Linked DNA regions of Mus musculus: regions 2, 3, 4 and 5 are each linked to region 1. The links are chromatin contacts, called in public ChIA-PET and HiChIP or PLAC-seq maps. All regions are on one chromosome and are shown on one strand. The core of a region is the stretch at or near the end of the contact, and the rest is flanking DNA. Distances in the headings are between cores, read along the strand shown.

Region 1 (2,700 bases), core at 83-2,582:
TTGTTAGACACAAGAGATACACTCATTCATTCATTCATTCATTCATTCACTCATTCAATGCATATGTCTCTGGGCAGTGAAAGTGAGGGCTTAGGTGTTCCTGTGACCATGGCAGTCAAAAATGCTCCTTGTCCTACAGAGATGGAACTGGAAAAGATGGCTGAATGAGAGAAAGGGAAGGTCCAGGGACAGGGTCCCTGTCTTACTTTCTTTGTCCCCAGTTGAGTTTGCCACAGGGACCTTGCCTCCCCATCATTAAGTCTCTCTGCTTCACCTGGGCTCAGCCTGGTTCCAGGGAGTCTTCCTAACACACAGCAGAGTAGTTGCATTGTGTACACAGGACTCATGTTCAAATCCCCGAACCCCATGTATGCTGGCGCCCACCCAGGATTGTGTGCATTGGAGGATGTACACATACCCAGAAGAAATGTTGGAAATCATGGTTACAGAAGACTGAATGAGACCATTGAAGTGTATGAGCTTTTTAAGTGGCCAGTAACAGCCAGGCATAGCGGGGCACAACTTTAATTTCAGCACTAAGGAAGCAGAGGGGGCCAACTGTATGTAGGCCAGCCTGGTCTGCATAGTAAGTTCAAGGGGGGTGGGGTGGGGGTGCGGGTACATAGTGAGCACTGTGTTGAAAAAACACTAAAAACCAATCCCCCTCCCCAAAGCAAAACAACCAATCAAAACCAGCTAAATTGATCAAAGTTTAGGTTTCTCAATTTCTAACAAAAAATTGAGAGCTTCAGGCACAGCTGGATCCAGCCAGGCGGTCTTTCCTTCATCTTTGCCTTCTGGCAAGTTCCGAATCTACAAGGTAACACCGTGGCGACGCCTGCCCTTAAAGAAAGAGAAAGAGACTCCTAGCTGTGCTCCAGAATCGGGACTGATTTGTAAATTAGCTCAGAAAGCCACAGTGACAACAAAGACCACCTGGGAAGGGAGCTTGGGGACTCTATTGTCAGAAGGGGCGTGGTGACACATTCCTAACATTTCTGACTCTGGAAGGCAAGGGCCTGCCTGGATAAGGGACTGAGTTCAAGACCAGACCGGGATACATAGGCAGTTATTAAGAGGGAGAAACAGGCTACAAAAAGTGAGCCTGTGGATGCATAGACGAGACAGCTAAAGGGTTTTACAGCCTCCTCGCCTCACAGGTCCGAACTCACAAAGGATAGTCTACCCGGCACCTGCCTGCAGAAAGCCCCCAAGCCTGGCACCCAATGACACTTTTCTCACGTTCAGGAATAAGAGCCCCAGCCTTGCTCTCACATTGGGCACCATGGTAACCAGACCCTGCCTACCGTCCCCTCCCCCCTAGAGAACTCAGTTTCTGTTTGTCTCCAGGAGTCTAGCCGGTGCTGAGCAGAGGGCAAGTGGGCTCAGAGAGGGGAAGAGAGAAGGGCGAGGTGGTGGGAGTGGAAGCTGAAGCAGCTATGGAAGAGAGACTGAGGAATGGGCCTGGGAGAAGGGGAACGGGAAATAGGGAGGCTCAGAGAGGGTGACAAGATTGGTGAAGGACTGCAATGAGGAGGGGGCAATCCAGGGGGCTGGGGAGGTGCTGGGGAAGCTGATGGAGAAAAAGACCAGGGAGGTGGGACAGAGGGCAGAGACTTCTGGGAGAAATGTGGAGGACAACTGGGAAAGGGGGTTTAGAGGGAGGCAGACAGAGAATTGTGAAAACCGGGGACAGGGATGGTTCAGGAGGGCTGAAGAAAGAGAAGCCATGAGACAGGAAGAGATGGAGACGGAAGTAGAGTTGCAGGGAAACAGGAGGTGGGGCGCACACCGAGTCCCGGAGGTTAGGGGAAAGCGTGTGTCCTTGTGGTCTCAGCCTTCCAGTTCCGTGTTTGTCCCTCGTGGTTTCAAAGAGCAAGAAGCAGAAGTCCAGGAAAAGAGCTGCGCTGTGTGGCCCAGTGCGAGCATCTCGCCCCATCTTTCTGGACTTCCCCAGACCCGCTTCTCCAGGATGCAGCCAGAGGTGGAGCCTTTAATCTCCCCCAACCTGGGCGCCCCTGGCTCACACAGGGAGACAGGTGAGCAGGTCTGGGGGCCGGCGAACCGGCATTCCCACACTGTTGGTCCTCGAGCCTAGAACTACATTTCCCAGGAGCCCCTGCCTTTCTCTGGCTGATACTCTGGGTACAGAACTGCATTGCCCTTGGGGGTTCTGCAAGTCTCTGGCCAGTGTGGGAAGCCTCAAACCACATCTCTCAGAAGCTGTTGCAGTCCCCCTGCTAATAATTCTCTGAGCTCATACTACTTTTCCCAAGAGGCTCCCTTGCCAATATTCTGAAATCAAAACTACATTTCCCAGAAGGCCTTGCAGATCTCTAGCAAAGACTCTGCGGGTCCCTGGTCAGTATTCTGGGTCCAGAACTACATTTCCCACCAGCCTCTGCAGTTACCGGGCTCATTAATAATCTTTTAACAAGAAGTGCTGCAGCTATCTGAACGTAACTTCTGGGCCCCAAACTACATATCCCATGAGACACTTGCAGTTCCCTAGCCAACACTCAGATTTAGAACTCTGTTCCCCTCACCCTCTGCAGTTCCCTGGCACATACCCTCGGTTTACAAAGAATTTACCATGAAATGCTGCAGTGTCGTTCCCCCCTCCTCCGCCCCCCGCTAATATTTCTGGGCCCAGAACTGCAGTTCCCATGAACCTCCTGGGCTTCAACAACGCTTCTGAGT
Region 2 (2,700 bases), core at 186-2,685, 770 kb after region 1:
AGTAGAAGATGACTAACAGCCAAGTTCGCCCAACAGCAATCTGCATACTTGACAAAGGTCATACATCTACCAGCTTTAAAATAAACAGGGAAATAAAATGTAGAGGTGAAACCACAGGGGGTTTTGCTGAGAAAACAGAAGAAGGAACTCGGAAGGATAGGATCCCATATAACTGTGTCCCCTGACTACTCGGCCAATTAAGCAAAAGACAAAAAACAAACAAACAAACAAACAAAAACAAACACAACAACAACAAAAACCTTTAAATTTCTGGGAACTCCCAAGCTACACCACACATTCAGGAAGCAGAAGCAGGAGGATGGCTGCCAAGTTTGAGACCAGCTTGGGCTACTTAAGTAAACCTCTTTAGTCTAGACTTCTGCTTGAGAAAGTTCAAACTAGCCACAGAAGAAGAAGTAACCCCAGTCAGTCATGGAGATTCAAGAGATCAAGAATTGCCTGTCAAGAAGTTTACATAACAAAGCTGTCTGGCAGGGTGTGGCGTCTCCTCCCGATTACCATAGGAGGTAGTACGGGCTGGATCCTAGAAAGAGGAGGCTAGGGTGCTAGGTACTGCCCAAGGAGGCTAATTTGAACTGCCCCCTCCTCTCTGCTTTTCACCATGACTAGCTTAGTCTTTTCAATAGGAGTACTAGACCATGGCCAACCTGTCGGGGCTGCAGAAGACCAATCACTTTCCCTAAAACTTATTTACAGCACCACCCTGCTCAACTGCCCATCACACATCCTTGCCATGTTCATAGGGGTCCCATGGCCATCACGGACTCACCCACATACCTTCAAGGACTCCAATATTCATTCTGGTAATTAGAAAGCTCCAAATGTTTTTTCTTTCTCAGCACCAGCTCCCCTTTGGGAAATATTAGGGAAATGGCCCAAAGATCGGGTCCCCAGCACCTGAACAAAGGCTCCTCTCCCAGTTCTGCGGGCTCGAGCCCACAGCTACGAGCTGTGAAGATCGTTCCATCCCTTCTATCAATTCTGACACTGCTTAGGCTTGGACAGACCAAGGATGCTGAAGCCCCAGTGTAAGTCAAAACCACGAATACACTCATTTTCCATCTTTACTCACTTTTTCGCCTCTCACATGCCAGTGTCTGATCCGGACTCCAGCCAGTCATGGTCTAAAGCAAACACTCCCAGTTATGCAAGCAGCACGGTCGCCCTCACAGACTCACCAGTCCCAGGTTCACAGTAGCCGGCTCCAACGCCACCCTCGACCCTGCTCTCCCGACCCCCACAGGACGCCCACCCCAGCTACGCACCGGCACCCCCCTACAGCTGCCTCAGTCATCACTCAACACAAACCAGCGCTCAGCAGCCAGCATCCTTCCTGCGCAGCCACTTCAGAGAGCTCTGCACGCGGCACGCCGGGTGGACGCTGAGGATTCCCCAGTGTTCAGAATCCAAACTCCCGCGGCGTCCTGGTAACGATAACAACTAACCACGTGACGATCTAAGCGGAAATGGACGCTCTAGGACACACCTACTTAAAATGAACTTCACCTCAGCCACTTTTCTGGCGGAAATCGGTATTGCCCATATACCCTATCGCTTGCAAGCACTAAAGTTGTGTTGCGCATGCCTACCATCACGTGCGAAGATACTCTTTGCCAATAATTATAACGGTGTACACTCTGCCACTACCACCACCCACGCGCCACTCCCATATTGTTATGGCTATGTCCATATTTCAATTATGCGAAAGTCATCATCAGAGTACTTCATTTCCGTACATCCATGGATCATGTGGAATGTCACAGACTAAAAGTCTGAGGCTCCTTAGTCACGAATTTAAGAGACATTTATATTGCATATTCCTAAAAAAATTTCTCCATGTTTTCACACGGACTTAAGACTTTTCTTCTAGTTTTCTAAAACTTGAAAACTAGGAAGAGTTATTGGGAAATGGGAAGTGAAGCCATATGGAACATTAAAGATCTGAAATGAGCCTTCTTGCGAACCAAAAATGAATGTTAGCCCCACCTACCCAGGGACCGGTAACTTCTTGGAATATTGGGAATTGTAGTTCTTTTTGTTGTTGTTTTGGTTTTTTTTTTTTTTTTTTCCCAAGACAGGGTTTCTCTGTGTATCCCTGGCTGTCCTGAAACTCTCTCTGTAGACTAGGCTGGCCTCGAACTCAGAAATCCGCCTGTTCTGGGATTAAAGACCTGCGCCATCACACTGGACTTGGGAATTGTAGTTCTTGGAAAATATCAACCTTCTCATGGCAAAGTACATGGCCTATAGGTTTGTTCTTATAAACGCCTGCAACACGTGGCTGGAGACTGGGAAATTTCAGGGAATGTTTCTGACCTAAGTCCATTTTTGTGTCAGTATTTAATATTTAATGAAGCTTGCTTTAAATTTGGCCCAAAAGCTGGAATTGGTTTTTCTCTGACGAATCTCAGGATTAACACATCCTTGGAACATGTCATGCTTCCCTGAGGAAAAGTATCTATTCTCACTTACAGGTAGAATTTAAAAACGAAATAAAACAGAAATAAACAAACAACAATAACAGCAGCTACAACGGCCAGTGCATAATAGAAACAGTGTTGAACTGGCTGGCGAGGAGGAAAACAAGGATAGGGAGAGGCCAAGCAGCAGCATGTGGGGACGACATGCAGGGACAATTTACAGAGTGAATGACTTGGCCTGATTCAAGGGTCTGAAAGA
Region 3 (2,700 bases), core at 81-2,580, 940 kb after region 1:
AGCAAGTCTCTATAACTGAGCCATCATCCCAGCCCTCTTGTTTAGCTTTGTACCTTGAGGTAGGGTCTCACTACGTTGCCTTAGCTGGCCTTGAACTCTCTATGTTGCCCAGGCAGACTTTGAAGTTGTGATGCTCCTTGCTCCAGCCACCTGAGTAACTGGGATGAGAAGCCTGGCTCGGTTTATGTCTTGGCTAAACTGATCTTGGAACAATAAGATCTCAAGCATGCTTCTTTATTGAGTGTGTGAAGAAACCAATGAAGGATAAGGCAAGGTGGGAGGGACAGAGACAGAATTCTGCATTCCTTTTGTAGCTCCTGAGAGGACAGGCTCCAAACATCCTGATGACCCTGCTGTCCTTGGCTGCTGTTCACAAGGTTTCATACTCAGCCCGACGGGTTCTACAGTGAGCACCCAGGCTCAGGCAGCCTGGTGTGGAGAGAAAGCGGGGGAGGGGGAGGGGGGCAGGGAGCAGAGATTAAGTACTTGAGTGCCCTGCACTGCCCTGCGCCAGCCCCCATCGTGGTCCTCCCCCAGGGAGGTGGGCTGAGTAGTCACCTGCAAAGAGGAAGAGGATGAAGGAGACCCAGCCTAGGTAGAAGGACCAGGAGAAGAATGTCTGGACTTGAGAAAATGGAGTCTGGCTCCATCTCATACTGGTGTACACTGCCATAGCCACTAATATGGAGAGAGCTGGGGACAAGAACAAGAGACAGCTGAGCCAGCTTGGCCCCTGCAGGATTCACCAGTCTAGGTGTCCCAACAGCCCAGATCCCATTCATACCTGCAGAAAAAGCCATGACAGTTGAGACCAGAGGGCCACGGCCGGGAGCAGACAGGGCTGGGATGCAAGACAGAACCAGGAAGCTCACAGACACCAGGCCCCACAGGACAGCCAGGATACAGAAGCTCTGTGTCACATGGATATAACCTAAGGAAGATGATGTTTCTGAGTGTCTGTTTCCCACTGGACATTCCCACCACCAAAGAGCCCATTGCCCCTTTACCTGCTACTTGAGTCTCTTGGCTTGTTGGCCAGAGGCCAGAGTGGGCAGAGAAGTGAGGACCTGTGGCCACTATCCAGAAATCAGTGGTCAGAGCAATCAGAGAAGAAGTCAGGCCCAGAGAGCCAGCAAACAGGGCCAGGGACCGGCAGGGCTCCATGGACACAGCTCTGGGTTTCCACTTCTTAGGGGACAAAGACACAGATGACCCAGACTGTTGGCTCTTAGAAAAAGAAAAAGGCCATGCACCCGAATTCCTCGTCTTCTGAGCCAGAGAAGCAGCTAGCAAGCAGCGGCTTTGTCCAGGAGTCCTCTGTCTGATCTGATTCTTCTCACACCTTCCCTACCCCCTCCCTTCCTGAGTGGTTTGGCCTCCCCTCTTCGATTGGCTCCTCTCCTCCTATGTGGTAGGGGTGGGCCCTGCAGAAGCCTTTACTTGCTTGCAGCTCTGGGGGTATCTACCCTCGTGTTCTAGGTAGTGGTTTAGACTGTTGTCACAGGTTCTGCACAGGTTCTCCACAGTTGGAGACAACTGGTTTCCTGGAAGACCTTGGGGGTGGGGTGGGACTTGAGGGGGTGCCCAGAGGTGGGAGGTGGGCTAATCATACTAGGGTGTGAATTAACTGAAAGGGGAGATGTGGCTGAGGAAACAGTTGTGTCACACTTTCCTGTGGTTTTTACACTCTGAGACTCTAGCATTAGAGTTTCCAACAGTAAAGGGGCAGTGGGGTCAAAACACCAGTCCCATAGGAAGAAGGACTTGAGTCGGTGGGAGCAGAGATTCCACATTCCTAGTCAAAGCTTCTGTCCAGGACAGACAGGATTCCAAAAAGCTTGAAGAGGAGACGACCTTCCCACATCCTCATCACGCAGATAGAGGGAGAAGTCATCACACCTGGGTTGGACCCTCCAGCATAGGCGTCTTAGCACCAAGATGAGGGTGTCTGGGGAAGTGGAAGACAAAGTGACACTTCTGGGTCCTCTGCCTCAGGTCCTCCAGTAGTGGGCAACAGCTCCTCTACAGGCAAGCACAAAAGTGTTTCCGCCATCTCTTGATGCAATGACATAGGTCTGCCTCCCCAACACTCAAGAGATCTGAGGCTGAGGGATCATGAGTTTAAGGCTAGCTTGGGCTCCATGAGACCCTGTCCTTCCAAAAATTAAAATAAAACAGAGAGAGGAGTAGAGCTGTGTGTGCTGTCTCGGGTGAAGGGGCCAATCCAGGGACTGGGGGGGGGGGTAAAGAATTGTCTGGAGCATAGGTGGGTGAGGAGCAGGTAAGCTTTGTTCAACCTATTATCCTAACGTCCATTTCTAGACATTAAACCATGGCTATCTCCTAGGTAAGGAGCCATTTGTCTTGTTCTCATCCCTGATAATGGAAGAATGAGGCTACCATATCAAACCTTCTTGCCCCGCCCTGCCCCAGTCCGATTCTTACCAAACCAGCCCTTTGAAGAAGCACACTTTGACAGTTTCACATCAGTTTTATTAGATCACCAAATGTCTCTCTAAAGGAGCTTCCATTTTCTACCGCCCCTCAGGGCAGGTGGGGGCTTATGTCTTCTCAACTCCCTCCCACTTGACCCTACTTTTCCTCCCCACACAGGACAGAGGGATCAGGGGCTCCCTATCTAGAATCCAGGACTGAGCCCCCTCATTCCCTCAGGAGCCAGGACTTCCGGCCTCTAGGTCC
Region 4 (2,700 bases), core at 201-2,700, 620 kb before region 1:
AAAAAAAAAAAAAAAAGAAACGCAACCTGGCTTTCAGGATTCTGTTCCTAGAATCTGCCAATCAATTCCCGTCTGTCCCTCCAGTCCTATCCCACCCCCTGCCCTGGTCCAGCCACACCCAGAAATGCGTCTGAAATCTTTCCCCCAGCACCTGGAAGATGCCAAAGTCAGCCATCTGTGCGTCCTGCCGTAGGCCATGCTTCCACGGGATCCTGAACCTCGTTCGGCTCTCGTCCAGCCAGGCCACGCCTTCCAGCTGCCCCAGGTCCAGCTGTGACACCAGCCAGGGCAAAATCCGCGGTTTCGGGGTTTCCATGCTCTAGCCTGCGCACCACAGGACAGTTCCTGAGCCTGTCTGTCACGGGGCAAATGCACTCAAACCTCTCCGACCCGCCACAACACAGGTCTTCCTTCACCATTGTGTACAAACGGGAAACTCCTTCCCACCTTTCCAAATCCAACGGGACCGCCTCTCCTACCCCCCAGAGTCTTCTATATGAACTCTACCCATAGGTTCCTTCCCTTTTCTAAATGTAAACTCCTATTATCCAAAGCTGGCACCCTATTTCAAGAGTGGAGTCCTCTTTCCCTCGTCTTTAAAGGATCCTAACTGCTCTCACAACCGCCTCACCCTTGCAGAAAACCCTTACTCATTTCCAGAGTCTTTTCCCAGGTGCTGTCGCTTCTTCTGTTTTTTTGTTTTTTGTTCCTATATTGTTTTTACGGATGTTTGAGACAGGGTCTTAGTATGTAGCATAGGCTGTCCTTGAACTTGCTATGTAGCCAAGGCTGGTCTTCAACTCACTCTGTGGCCCTGGCTGGCCTCGAATGCACTCTGTAACCCAGGCTACCCTCAAACTTATTCAGTAGCTCAGGCTGGTCTTCAAATCGCTTAACCCATGTTGGTCTGGCGCTCATTCTGTCGTCCAGCCTGGCCTGGAGCTCACTGGCCTTGAACTTACAGCAATCTTTACTGCCTCCAGCCTGGATGCTGAGACTGCAGGCTTCCGTCTACAACGCGTGGCCATTCTGCTTTTCGGTAGCCGAGCTTCTGAGCGACAGGTTTGCCCGATCCTGCGCCCTGAGGCCGCCACCCTCCCGGCTCTTCCGCGTTACCTACCAGGGGAGGAATTGGGCGCCCGTGCGGCGCGGGTGCCAGCAGTGGTTTTGGGGCTCCCAAACAGTAGTTCTGAGACTCGCAGCCACGCAACCCCCTTCTTTGTCAGCTAAGCCTCCGAGCGCTGGGACTTCCTTTTCTAACGATATTTTGAGATATAAAAAGTTTTTCTCAACATTGACGAAATAAAGTCAAGAAATCCCGGAGCGCACTTCGGCTTAGCAGGCCTAACTCCCTCAAATGCCCTTTTTTGGCCTTCCGCCTACAGGCATGCTGGGAACGCCATATGCAAATGACCGCAAAAGAAGGCTCCACCCCTTCGACGTTGGGGCGGTTGCCGTGTCGGCCCAGTGCGCAGGCGTGGGAAAGTTGAACTTCCGAAGTAAAAGTTTGTAGAAATTGTGAGAAAGCGTGTACGCCAGTGCGACGGGGACACAACCGCGAGCCAGGTGAGCTGGGTGCCAGGGAGGGGACAGGGTTGCAGGAAAGGCCACAGCCAGTCCTGCCAAGCTGTGACTTCCAAGCACCCGGGGTCTCCCGGTGCACGCCAGAGGTAAAATTGGAACTACATCTCCCAGCAGACTGCTCGGTGAAAAGTGGGGAAATCGGACCAGCGTTTGCCGCAAAGCATACTAGGATTAGTAGTTCCCTATTCTCTACGGTCTTCGAGCCTTCTTTGGCGCTGCTAGCTGAGAGGGAACTCCAAACCCCCTTCCCGCTCCTTCCTGCAAGAGTTCAAGCACTCATTTACCTCCTTTCTTAGACTCAGTAATTCAGACCGTTTCTCCTCAACTGAATCAACTGCCCCACTGGCCCTTAAAAACCACCTTTTCCTTGGAGTTAGGCGCCCTCTTCATTCAGTGATTCAGAAGTTTGAGTTATCCCTGCACTTGGGTGCATCCTCTGTCTTCTGCCTCAGGTACCCCCATGGCCGGCTCTGAAGAGTTGGGTCTCCGAGAGGACACACTGAAGGTTCTGACGGCCTTCCTTAAGCGCGGTGAAGTCGCTGGGTCCCCTGTCCCAACTCCACCCAGGTGAGTTCCACTCCCCCAGCGTCAGCCTTTGATGGGAAGATCTTCCTGAGTCTTGTGGTCCAAACCTATCTACTCCCATCAGACCTAACTCCATGTGCCTGGGCTGAGTTTCAAGAGTGATCTTCCATGAAAGGATGAAGGGATCACTTGCCCAGACCCCTTCGGGATAACTCCGAGGTTCTTGTCCCTAGGAGTCCTGCCCAAGAGGAGACAACAGATTTCCTGAGCCGCCTCCGAAGATGCCTCCCTTGTCCCCTGGGGAGAGGAGCTCCCCCCACGGAGTCCTCTAGGCCCCACTTCCTTCCCCTCCGCCCCTGCTATGGTTCCGAGCCTGGTAAGAGATTTATTCAGGTCACTTGTGAAACTTTCAGGGCTAGGAGTTTTGGTTCCAAAAAATCCAGACAGGACCCATTATAAAGTCAACACGGTTCAGCTTCAGCACAAGCCATAACCATTTCAAGTCTTTGTCACACCTCTTTCTAGCGGGTAAGTGTAAGTGTTTGTGCTTGGATAGGAGGTACCCTGGGGCTCCAAAGCCCGGGAAGCATG
Region 5 (2,700 bases), core at 39-2,538, 580 kb after region 1:
TTAACTTCCTCCTCTTCCTCAAACAGAGCCCTGAGCCTCTTCCCTCCAGGTCCACCCACATGTGCCCAGCCCTTCACTCACTGTTTTTTGCAGTGGGCTGCCGTGAGGACCCATCTGTCTCCAACCAGGACACCCCCACAGATCAGTCTCTCGCCCTGGAACAAGGCTGCCTGCCAAGGCTGGGAGTGGGGTATACACTCTCGACCTTCCAGGATCTTGGAGCCCTGAGCTCTGGTGAGCCCTGCATCAGGAAGGAGAAGGGTGGGTCGCCACCCTCGATGTCAGAGCCCCAGCCAGGAAAGCCACTGTGGGTTCAAATGGACACACAGGCCAGTTCCTCTGCGGACCGTCTCTTATGCCTTCAACAGATAAGTTTCCAGCATCCATTGGAACATGGCCACATGTAAGTTCACTGAGACCTGAGAATAATCAACACTAGGCACAGCCCTCACCATGCTTCCACGCACGTCTACACGAGTTCTAGACATCCCCACACCAAATTCAGCTTTGTCTGACAGGCAATAAGAATCTCTTCCGCAGCCATGCATCTATGGGAAACTCAACCCACTTCCTCACCACTGAGTTGCTATCTCTACTCGCTACCAAGAAAGCTCCCCGGTCCCCAAGCCCACCACAGGCACCCACACACCCACGTGTCAGAAGGAACTCACTCAGAGTCCAGTAACCCCTACCCCACTGAAGGCCCTGGGTGGTGGGACCTGTTCCTCTCACCTGCCCACGCTCCCATGAACAGAAGCAGAAGGATCCACGGCTGGATTGCACAGGGTGGGGGGCGTCCCATGGTGGCCTCTGAGGAAGAGGGTGGAACTAAGAGGAAGTCCGAGGGAGGAGCCTGAGATCTTGTTGTCTGGGGAACTGGGGGAAGGAGGTGTTTCCGGAGCTGTCTTGAGTCTTGCTGGAGGATGGAGCTAGGGGCTGAGAAAGCTAGGGCAGAGCTCTAGATCCCCGAATTTTAGTGTGGGGGAGAGCTTGCTGTTGGGGATCCAGACATTATAAAGGAGTTCTGGCCCACTTGTGAGATTGGAGAGAAAGATCTGAGGCTGTGACTCCAACGTCCTGGGGAAGAGGGAGCTTAAGAGACCCGCTTGAAGATCCTGAGAGAAAGAATGTGAGCCTGGGGGTGGGAGGGTCCTGGGCTCAGAGAAAGGGGACCTCCCTGCGCCTGAGGTCCGTGTCTGGGGACCTCTGCGCCTCACCTTCCAGAATGCAAGGGGCGGGGTCACTCGGACTCGGTGGAAGAGGCCCCCGGACTTCCCTTCGGTGTGTCGGGTACAAGATTTTGCAGCCTTTTAACGAGGAAGCCCCGCCCACGGCCCCGCCTTCTGCCCGCACCTTGCTGCGGTGCGGCTGAACCCGCAAGCGCTCGAGGAGGGGCACGGGCTGGAGTGACTTTAGGAGGAGGGACTGGAGCCTCGGAAACCGAGGTGAGGACTAGAGGGGCAGTGCACCGACCCCCGGGGTAGAACGGAAGAGATGGGTCGGAGGGAGGCAACTGGAACCTGGGCTCGTGGGCCTGATGGAGGAGGGCTGGTATTTGGATATCTTGGTCTGAGAGAGAAGGAACAAAGCCTGGACCCGAGTCTGAGGGAGAAAAGTGAAAGCTTGAATCCCCGAGTCCGAGGGAAGTGAGTTGGGGTTTGAATACCTCATCTGAACCCCTGGATTTAAGGGAGGAGCTCTGATTTAGACTTCGGAGTTGGAGGGTGGAGGTTGAATCTGAAGAAGGACTGGGGTGTTCTGCAGGGTCTGAAGAAGCAGGGGGCTGGAATTAAGTTCTCTGTCCTTAATGAAGGATGGGCTTGAAACTGAATTTTGTGAAAATTGGGAAAGGCGGTGTTCTGGTTGGGGACTTTGAGGGCGGGTCAGGAACCAGCCCGGGGCATCTGGGTAGGCAGGTTAGGGTGGCGCTGTAACCTGGTTTCCCCTTCCTCCCAGGGCGGCGGGACCAGCCCTGGCTGAAGTCCCAAGGTGCTGCAATAAGCTTGTTGTTAAGGTTGCAGAGGTTCGGCCGGAGCAGGTTCGTTCATTTACCCTTTCCTCCCAACCTGTGCGCACCCTGTATCCCACATTACAGGCGACAGGAAGTGATCGTTCCTATGGTTTATTCTGATTCACCTGGGGGCTCTAGAGAGATCAATGCTCCCATCATCCTATGTCAAGAGTCAGACCCAAAACACACTCGGAGCAGAACCCAGAGCTGTTTGAGGTCCACGTGCGCAGAATAGGCGCAGTCCTAGCGTGACTAGGAGTGGGGACAAATGGGATGGAGTCCAGAGAAGAAATCCTATTGGGTGAAATATGAAGGGTTGCAGCAGCTATTTAGGGAAAGATATTTCTTGGCGGTGATCCTGAGGGTTGGGCTATTCCAGAGAATGGTGATTAAAATGGTGTAGCATGGGCCAGGAGCAAAGGAGGTGTGTCTCAGTTGGTTTTTTTTTTTTTTTTGAAGGGGCGTGGTTTTATTATAATTGTTTTGCCTGGGAGCAGACCCCAAGAGGGAAGATGACCTAAGTGGGAGGAGTCTTCGGGGGAGACTAAGGAGTGAAGTCTGAGGGTCCGAAGTCTGAGAGGGCGGAGTTTCATCATGGGGCGTGCGGGGGTGCTTTGACACGCATCAGAGAAGCTGGGGCTCTGGAATCCTGCAGCATCCTCTCATTCTACATCCGTCTTCCTCTCCAG

Evidence for each region. ChIA-PET counts read pairs in DNA pulled down with a chosen protein or histone mark. HiChIP or PLAC-seq counts read pairs in DNA pulled down with a chosen protein or histone mark.
Region 2: an H3K27ac HiChIP or PLAC-seq map of extraembryonic endoderm stem cells shows a contact between it and region 1, with 5 times the contacts expected there. The contact joins the promoter of Zfp819 here to the promoter of 1700008O03Rik in region 1. A contact is called at or near these places in 2 of 115 datasets of contacts at active chromatin or transcription factors (embryonic stem cells and extraembryonic endoderm stem cells).
Region 3: a contact with region 1 is called in an RNA polymerase II ChIA-PET map of memory CD8 T cells, with 9 read pairs. The contact joins the promoter of Nkg7 here to the promoter of 1700008O03Rik in region 1. A contact is called at or near these places in 1 of 39 promoter capture datasets (cranial neural crest) and 1 of 115 datasets of contacts at active chromatin or transcription factors (memory CD8 T cells).
Region 4: an H3K4me3 HiChIP or PLAC-seq map of bone marrow-derived macrophages shows a contact between it and region 1, with 5 times the contacts expected there. The contact joins the promoter of Bcl2l12 here to the promoter of 1700008O03Rik in region 1. A contact is called at or near these places in 2 of 115 datasets of contacts at active chromatin or transcription factors (bone marrow-derived macrophages and embryonic stem cells).
Region 5: an H3K4me3 HiChIP or PLAC-seq map of embryonic stem cells shows a contact between it and region 1, with 7 read pairs. The contact joins the promoter of Klk8 here to the promoter of 1700008O03Rik in region 1. A contact is called at or near these places in 1 of 39 promoter capture datasets (neural stem cells), 2 of 115 datasets of contacts at active chromatin or transcription factors (embryonic stem cells and microglia) and 1 of 9 other capture datasets (adipose tissue).

What each region holds. Positions count from the first base shown.
Region 1 is chr7:44,373,662-44,376,361 of GRCm38.p6, reverse strand. It overlaps 1700008O03Rik (RIKEN cDNA 1700008O03 gene), which reads left to right and starts at 1,332. Exons shown (of 6, transcript NM_027049.1): 1 at 1,332-1,375; 2 at 1,838-2,039. The coding sequence starts at 1,973. Gm39001 (a long non-coding RNA gene) reads right to left here and starts at 1,865. Exons shown (of 2, transcript XR_882056.2): 1 at 1,793-1,865; 2 at 459-838.
Region 2 is chr7:43,605,904-43,608,603 of GRCm38.p6, reverse strand. It overlaps Zfp819 (zinc finger protein 819), which reads right to left and starts at 1,435. Exons shown (of 5, transcript NM_028913.3): 1 at 1,330-1,435.
Region 3 is chr7:43,435,768-43,438,467 of GRCm38.p6, reverse strand. Nkg7 (natural killer cell group 7 sequence) reads right to left here and starts at 1,330. Exons shown (of 4, transcript NM_024253.4): 1 at 1,008-1,330; 2 at 785-931; 3 at 559-693; 4 at 222-429. The coding sequence starts at 1,164. The coding sequence ends at 371. Lim2 (lens intrinsic membrane protein 2) reads right to left here. Exons shown (of 5, transcript NM_177693.4): 5 at 2,472-2,700.
Region 4 is chr7:44,996,329-44,999,028 of GRCm38.p6, reverse strand. Bcl2l12 (BCL2-like 12 (proline rich)) reads left to right here and starts at 1,450. Exons shown (of 7, transcript NM_029410.3): 1 at 1,450-1,566; 2 at 2,037-2,151; 3 at 2,343-2,485. The coding sequence starts at 2,045. Irf3 (interferon regulatory factor 3) reads right to left here and starts at 1,381. Exons shown (of 8, transcript NM_016849.4): 1 at 1,121-1,381; 2 at 152-324. The coding sequence starts at 316.
Region 5 is chr7:43,796,165-43,798,864 of GRCm38.p6, reverse strand. It overlaps Klk8 (kallikrein related-peptidase 8), which reads right to left and starts at 1,288. Exons shown (of 5, transcript NM_008940.3): 1 at 733-1,288; 2 at 82-241. The coding sequence starts at 802. It overlaps Klk9 (kallikrein related-peptidase 9), which reads right to left. Exons shown (of 5, transcript NM_028660.3): 5 at 2,109-2,700.